Regions from separate parts of the Mus musculus genome. Here region 2 is linked to region 1. The links are chromatin contacts, called in public Hi-C maps. All regions are on one chromosome and are shown on one strand. The core of a region is the stretch at or near the end of the contact, and the rest is flanking DNA. Distances in the headings are between cores, read along the strand shown.

Region 1 (3,958 bases), core at 88-2,587:
ATCTTTCCCTATCCATTTTGATTAGTTTTGGTTTGAAGTGAGATATTAAAATGGCTATACCAACTTGTTTCTTAGGTCCATTTGTTTTGAATATCATTTTTGAATCCTTTATCTTGAGATAATGTTTATCTTTGAGATTGAAGTGTGTTTCTTGAATGCAGCAAAATCACGAGTCCTGTTTCTGCATCCATTATCTTTGTCTGTGTCTTTTTATTGGGGGAATTGAGACCATTACTATTAAGACATTTCAATGACCAATGTGTTGATTACTCTTATTTTTATGGTGTGTGTATGCAGTATATCATTTTCTGTAGGACTGGATTTGTAGATACATAGAGTTTAAATTTTGTTTTATCATGGAATATCTTATTTTCTCCATGTATGGTGACTGAGAGTTTGGCTGAGTATAATAGTATTCTGGTCTGGGACCTGTGGTCTCTTAGAGTCTATAGCACATTTGTTAGGCCTTTCTAGTTTTAAAATCTCCACTGAGAGGTCAGATGTAATTCTAATAAGTATGCCTTTGGTGTTACTTGGTCCTTTCCCCTTGTAACTGCTAATATTATTTCTTTCTTTCTGTATGTTAAGTGTTTTGATTATTATATATAAAGGTACTTTCTTTCCTGGTCCAATCCATATGCATCTTATACTTTTATAGACATCTCCTTCTTTTGGTTAGGAATATTTTCTTCTATGACTTTGAAAATATTTTCTGGGCCTTTGAGCTGGGTTTCTTATTTTTGCTCTATTCTTACTATTCTTAGATTTGGTCTTTTCATACTGTGCCAGGTCTCCTGGATGTTTTGTGTCAGGAAATTTTTAGATTTAACATTTTCTTTGACCAATGTACCCATTTTTTCTATTGTATATTCAACACCTGAGATTGTTCCATTTCTTGTATTCTATTGGTGATGCTTGCCTCTGTAGTCCCTGTTCAAATTCCCAATTTTTAAATTTCCAGCATTGATTCTATATCCACATTCAGGTCTTGCACAGTTTTATTCTGTTCCTTGCATTGTTTGTCTTTTCCTGGGTTTCTTCAAGGGTCTATATTATCTTTATACAAGTTATTGTTAGGTCTTTTCCTTGGGTTTCAGCTATGTTTGAATATTAGGTGCCTGCTGAGGTAGGAAAGCTGGGCTCCAGTAGAGACGTACTGTCTTGATTGTTATTAATTGCGTTTTTATGCTGACATTTAGGTATCTGGGATTGGGAGTCTGGGCAATAAAAATCTAGTTTTTTTCTCTGTTCGGTGAGTGTTTTGATCTTTGGACTTTGGGAAAGTGTGTTGACTATGTGTGGCTTGCTAAACATTTTCTGTGGATCTGTTTTCCTGGCCTGTTTCGCTGGTGTGTTCCCAAGGTATGCCTGCTTGTGTTGTGAGGTTGGCATAATTGGGTGACTTTGGGGAGAAGATATTTGTTATTTATTGAGGGTGATGTCAGAGAGGAAATGGAGACTGCAGCAGGTTTTCTGCTACAGTTGGAGATGAGACTGAGGGGATCTGGAGGAGCAGCAGGAGAGGTGTGGTTCTGCCTATTTGTTGCCCTGCTCTATTGCTCTTTTTAATAATTGCATATTCTTTGGTAATTTCACACTTGTGTGCAATGTATTTAGATAGTATTCATCTCATACTTCCTCTGCAATGCTTCCCATGACCCACGCCCTACTTTTTTGTTTTTTTGAACTTCATGACTTCTTCCTTCTACTGTATGGGTTTCGTGGACTGAACTCAGATTGCCACTCTGGGTGGCAAGCTCATTTACTTGCTGAGCCATCTCCCTGGGCCAGTTCCATGGTTCTATATTAGGACCACTTTATTAGTGATGAGGATGAACCAGAATTCAGTATTCTGGTTACAACTGCTACGTGATAAGCAAATTCCTTCTTATGTGTTGTTGAGTCAGACACTGTTCAAAGCAGAAGTTTGAGCTTGGGCTATAACTTGGTTGGTAGAGTGTTTACCCAGCATGTATGAACATGGGGCTCAGTCTCCAGAACTATATAAACCTGTCATGGTGGTGGTATAAGCCTGTAATCCTAGCACTTGGGAGGTAAAGGGAGAAGGATCAGGTATTCAAGAGTGATTTTGAGGCCAGCCTGGTCTGTATGAGATTCTGTCTCAAAGCTAACCAATCAAGCCATCGTCATCAAATATCACAAAAGAAAACATCGAGTAATGTTATCCATCTGTGCAAGGGCTCTGACATATATGAGAGATGACTGTTGTTGAGCTTGTTGCACATCAGAGTCCTCTGTTTTGTTTTGGATGACAAAGCACCTGGAAGACAAGTACCACACAGTGCTTTGCATTTTTAGAAAGCCTCAGAGTAAGAAGCTCAGTAGAGCTGTTTTGCTCACAGCCTGCCCTGCTCATCTAGTGACTGACAAGGTGCTTAGAGATGGAGGGCATTCTAATTTTATCTGTAGTCATTGTCTGTGCCACCTGGGACAAAACACCCTGATTTGTCAGTGACATAGGCTTCAGTTTTCCTGTCTGTGACATAGGCTGGTGGGAGTAATAGTTCTTAAATGGTCAATACTTTTTTTTTTTTTAACAATTTTTTATTAGATATTTTCTTCAGTTGCCTTTCAAATGCTATCCCGAAAGTCCACTATACCCTCCCTGCAACCTGCTCCCCAACCCACCCACTCCCTCTTCCTGGACCTGGCATTCCCCTGTACTGGGGCATATAATCTTTGCAAGACCAAGGGCCTTTCCTTCCAATGATGGCTGACTAGGCCATCTTTTGCTATATATGCAGCTAGAGACATGAGCTCAGGGGGTACTGGTTAGTTCATATTGTAGTTCCTCCTACAGGGTTACAGACCCCTTCAGCTCCTTGGGTACTTTCTCTAGCTCCTCCATTGGAGGCCCTGTGTTCCATCCAATAGATGACTGTGAGCATCCACTTCTGTATTTGCCAGGCACTGGCATAGCCTCACAAGAGACAGCTATATCAGGGACATGTCAGCAAAATCTTGTTGGCATATGTAATAGTGTCTGAATTTGGTGGCTGATTATGGGATGGATTTCCTGGGTGGGGCAGTCTCTGGATGGTCCTTCCTTCTCTCTCAGCTCCAAACTTTGTCTCTGTAACTCCTTCGATGGGTATTTTGTTCCCAATTCTAAGGAGGGACGAAGTATCCACACTTTGGTCTTTCTTCTTCTTGAGTTTCATGTGTTTTGCAAATTGTATGTTGGGTATTCTAAGTTTCTGGGCTACTATCCATGTATCAGTGAGTACATATCATGTGAGTTCTTTTGTGATTGAGTTATCTCACTCAGGATGATATCCTCCAGATCCACCCATTTGCCTAAGAATTTCATAAATTCATTGTTTTTAATAGCAGAGTAGTAATCCATTGTGTAAGTGAACCACATCTAGTGGGAAAAAGACAGCATTTTCAACAAATGGTGCTGGCACAACTGGCAGTTATCACGTAGACGAATTCTAATTGATCCATTCTTATCTCCTTGTACAAAGCTCAAGTCTAAGTGGATCAAGGAACTCCACATAAAACCAGAGACACTGAAACTTATAGAGGAGAAAGTGGGGAAAAGACTCGAAGATATGGGCACAGGGGAAAAATTTCTGAAGAGAACATCAATGGCTTGTGCTGTAAGATTGAGAATCGACAAATGGGACCTCATAAAAATGCAAAGCTTCTGTAAGGCAAAAGACATTGTCAATAAGACAAAAAGGCCACCAACAGATTGGGAAAGGATTTTTACCAATCCTAAATCCGATATAGGGCTAATATCCAATATATACAAAGAACTCAAGAAGATGGACTCCAGAAAATCAAATAACCCCATTTAAAAATGGGGCACAGATCTAAACAAATAATTCTCACCTGAGGAATACCGAATGGCTGAGAAGCACCTAAAAAAATGCTCAACATCCTTAATCATCAAAACAACTCTGAGATTCCATCTCACTCCAGTCAGAATGGC
Region 2 (3,662 bases), core at 859-3,358, 49 kb after region 1:
CTATTCTGCTCCGCGTATAGATTCAAGAGAATCAAAGTCAGTATAGTAATAGCATCTATATGTCTTAGTTAGGGGTTTACTGCTGTGAACAGATACCATGACCATGGCACCTCTTATAAAGGACAACATTTAATTGGGGTTGACTTACAGGTTCAGAGGTTCAGTCCATTATAATCAAGGTGGGAACATGGCAGCATCCAGGCAGGCATGGTTCAGGAGTTGCTGAGAGTTCTCCATCTTCATCTGAAGACTACTAGCAGAATACTGACTTCTAGGCAGCTAGGATGAGGGTCTTAAAGTTCATGTTCATAGTGACACACCTACTCCAACAGGGACACACCTACTCCAACAGGAACACACCTACTCCAACAGGGCCTTCTCCAACACCTTCTAATAGTGCCACTCCCTGGGGCACTATTATACTATACTTCCACTATAGTATTCATCGGGGCGTCTTAAAAGTGCTATTCACCATGTCCAAGATATGGAATCAGTCTAGGTGCCAATCAATGGAGAAATGGGTAAAGCCATGTGTGGTATCTATTTAAGATAGTGTTTTGCTGTGGATGGCTCTGTGCTGCTTGTATTTTATGTTAATTCTGCTCTCCTGGGAGAGGCTGCCTGGAATGAGGAATGAGTCTCAAGCTCAGGTGGCTTCTTGTGAACCAGTCTCCTAATGAATAAAGGAGCCAATCACTGGGCAAGTAGGAGGGACTTCTGGGTTGGATGGACAAAAATAGGTGGCAGGAGAGAGTTAGACCCTCTTTGGAATGGGACAGCAGACAGGTAAGATGTAGTTGCTAGAGTTTCTGGTATCATGGCAAATTTGCAAGGAATTGGATTTTTTAAAAAAAAAATGTATTTATTATTATAAATAAGTACAGTGTAGCTGTCTTCAGGTGCACCAGAAGAGGGCATCAGATCTCGTTACAGGTGGTTGTGAGCCACCATGTGGTTGCTGTGATTTTAACACTGAGCCTTCTGAAGAACAGTCAGTGCTCTTATCTCAGCCAGTAATTGGATTTTACTTTTTTTTTTTTTTTTTTTTTTTTTTTTAGTTTTTCGAGACAGGGTTTCTCTGTGTAGCCTTGGCTGTCCTGGAACTCACTCTGTAAACCAGGCTGGCTAGTTTACAAGATTAGGTTTTAGTTGTTGCACCCAGAGATTGAGTTACCATTGTTTCTGAACTGAGTTTGTGTTGCGTTTTCCTTCACTCGGTGGCTCATATGGGTTCAAGAAAGGTATGGTGGCAAAGCATGGGATTGCCAGATGTGCACCACAAAGGCATGGGGGATTTGAAGCACGGGGTTGGCGTGGTAGCAACTGCCAGTGGGAACCCGAGAGCTGGGTGGAGAGATTGTGGAGTTTTGAGTCAGTCTCCACAAGATAGAAACAGGCTGGCTGTTGCCCACCAGTGCATGGTCAGCCAGGCCGCTGGGGCAGAGGCACAAGAGTAGGAACGTGCCAGTTCATTTTTTAAATATTTCCTGCAACAGAGCTTTATTTAGGACAGACAAAATCATATCATTTGCACCAAAACGAATGGACTAGGTGAAAATCATCTTGTTAAACATAAAATCCCCAACTCAGAAAGGCAAATAGCTTGTGTGTTCCCCACAGATGGTGTTTGGTTTTTGAAAAAAGACATAAAAGGAGAAGAGACTATTTAGGGGGCCAGAGAGGGAACAGGAGGGGCAGTGGGTAAGCTTGATCAAGAAACATTGTGTCTGGGTGGAAATGTCACAATGAGACTTTTACTGTTTAGAAAGTAAAGAAGAGATACTCTTTTCAAATGAAAACCAGAGCCCAGTAGCTGAAGTTACTTTCTAGGTAACCTGTGATTGATTGCTGTCCATCAGTTTCCCCTTAACAATTTACACAATTAAGCATGGACTGTGAACAGAACCTTTTCTTCTACAAGAAATTCATGGTTTCATTTTCATGCTTTCTTGATTTATTGGAGTTCACTCTCATACACATGCAGACAGCCTCCAGTTTTTGTCTCTGGACTATTGCTTTAAGCTGGCTCCTCCCACATGCCATTGTTTAACTTTCCAGGAGATATTTAAGGAGCTGTAGCAATTTTCCTGGCGTTTATCCTGTGAAAACAGAAGTCTCAAGACCTGCGTGGTTGCATGAGTAACAAGCTATGAATTCTGTATCCCCACGTGTGGTACTAAACGATGGTCACTTCATCCCTGCACTGGGGTTTGGAACCACTGTGCCCGATAAGGTAAGAGTTGTGTCTTGGGCTTAAGAGTTTATAGGAGAAGAGATCAAGGATGTGCTTTTAGATTTGCTCCTGTTTGCTTCAGGCTCACATTAGACATCAGGTCTGCAGATTACAGCTATTCATGTGTAATAGAGGAGTCAGACTTGTTACTGTTCCTTGGAGACTTATCATGTGGACAATATTGTTTATTCTGGGCTCTGCTCTGTTTCTCCTTTAGTTTCAGTCTATTTTACAGTAAATGAAAACCAATCAGTACTACTGCTGTGCTTTGAATTGATTACAAAAGGATTAGTGACATGGATTTTTTTTTCTTTCTGTGCTTCAAATAACTATTCCTCTCAGAAGCCAGAAAACAAATTTGTAGTAGAACTTATTGGAGTTTATGACAAATGATCAGACAAAGAGCAGAGTCTGAGTCCACAGCACAAACTTCAGACCTGCACTGAAGTAGAATTTCTTTCCTACTTTCACTTTAGAAGCATTTACCTAAAAAGAAAATAGAACACTATTTTTGGGGTTAATTATAATTTAACAAAGCAACTCTAAATCCTTGCTCCATGATCCCATTCATGACATTTGAATCAAAATACAACAGGAGGTTTTCCTGGGGAAATGTTTTCATTCTGATCTCATCCTCTGGTTACTTACTCAGTGCGTGGCAAAGACTGGCACTGCAAGCTTAAGTCGCAATTTTCTCATGCAGAAGACATGATCATAGAGATACTTTGACCTCTTCTGATAAGAATTTTTACTTAGCATGCATGCTTGAAAGAGAGGTAAGGAGCAAAGATATCACAGCAGCTCTAGTTTCAGTAAATCTGTAGGAGTCAGTACAGTTTAGAGAAGGGCAGGGCTGCGTTGTGTAAACTGGAACTCAGTGTTTGAGCTCAGTGGTTAAGAGCACTGGCTCCTGTGGCAGAGGAACTAGGTTCAAGTCCTGGCACCCTCATGGTGGCTTACAACTGTCTGTAATTCCAGGTCCAGGAGATTCAAAATCCTCTTCTTGTCTCTGCTGACACCAGGCAACATAGACATGCAGGCTGGCAAAACACTTAAGATAAAATAGTGTTTTTAAATGGAAAACTAAATTATACTATTTTACGTAGATTGAATACATTAGAGAAAACAATTCCTGAAACATTTTGTCGGGCCTTTGATGAATTGAGTCTGATTGGTCCCTGGGCTCACAGGGCAGAAGAGAAAAGGTACACACAGGACTTCCTTAGATATTCAGATCACACACAAAAACATGCTCTCTCTCTCTCTCTCTCTCTCTCTCTCATGTGCATGTGCACAAATAACAAAAATAGAAAAATTAGAAAAATTTTATAACTCATCTTCATTCTTGTTATTGTCTTTGTTGGTAAGATGAATCAGATCCAGGTAGTATTTAAAGCAGACTCATTTTTGTTTTACTTTCCACAAGTCA

What was found. Hi-C and Micro-C count contacts between places; a contact is called where the count stands out from the background.
Region 2: a contact with region 1 is called in a Hi-C map of liver, with 2.9 times the contacts expected there. The contact joins the promoter of Akr1c14 here to the enhancer-like site in region 1. A contact is called at or near these places in 6 of 484 Hi-C or Micro-C datasets (liver, nephron progenitors and uterus), 1 of 115 datasets of contacts at active chromatin or transcription factors (liver) and 2 of 9 other capture datasets (adipose tissue and pancreatic islet).

Annotation. Positions count from the first base shown.
Region 1 is chr13:4,009,659-4,013,616 of GRCm38.p6, forward strand. No RefSeq gene overlaps it. Among named protein-coding and RNA genes, the nearest start is that of Akr1c14, 48 kb to the right of the region's middle. Within about 2 kb of position 1,338, at least 2 of the 459 cell types and tissues checked have an H3K27ac peak or open chromatin away from gene starts, as enhancers often do. A contact at or near this core is called in liver, where this site is marked.
Region 2 is chr13:4,057,483-4,061,144 of GRCm38.p6, forward strand. Akr1c14 (aldo-keto reductase family 1, member C14) reads left to right here and starts at 2,109. Exons shown (of 9, transcript NM_134072.2): 1 at 2,109-2,233. The coding sequence starts at 2,150.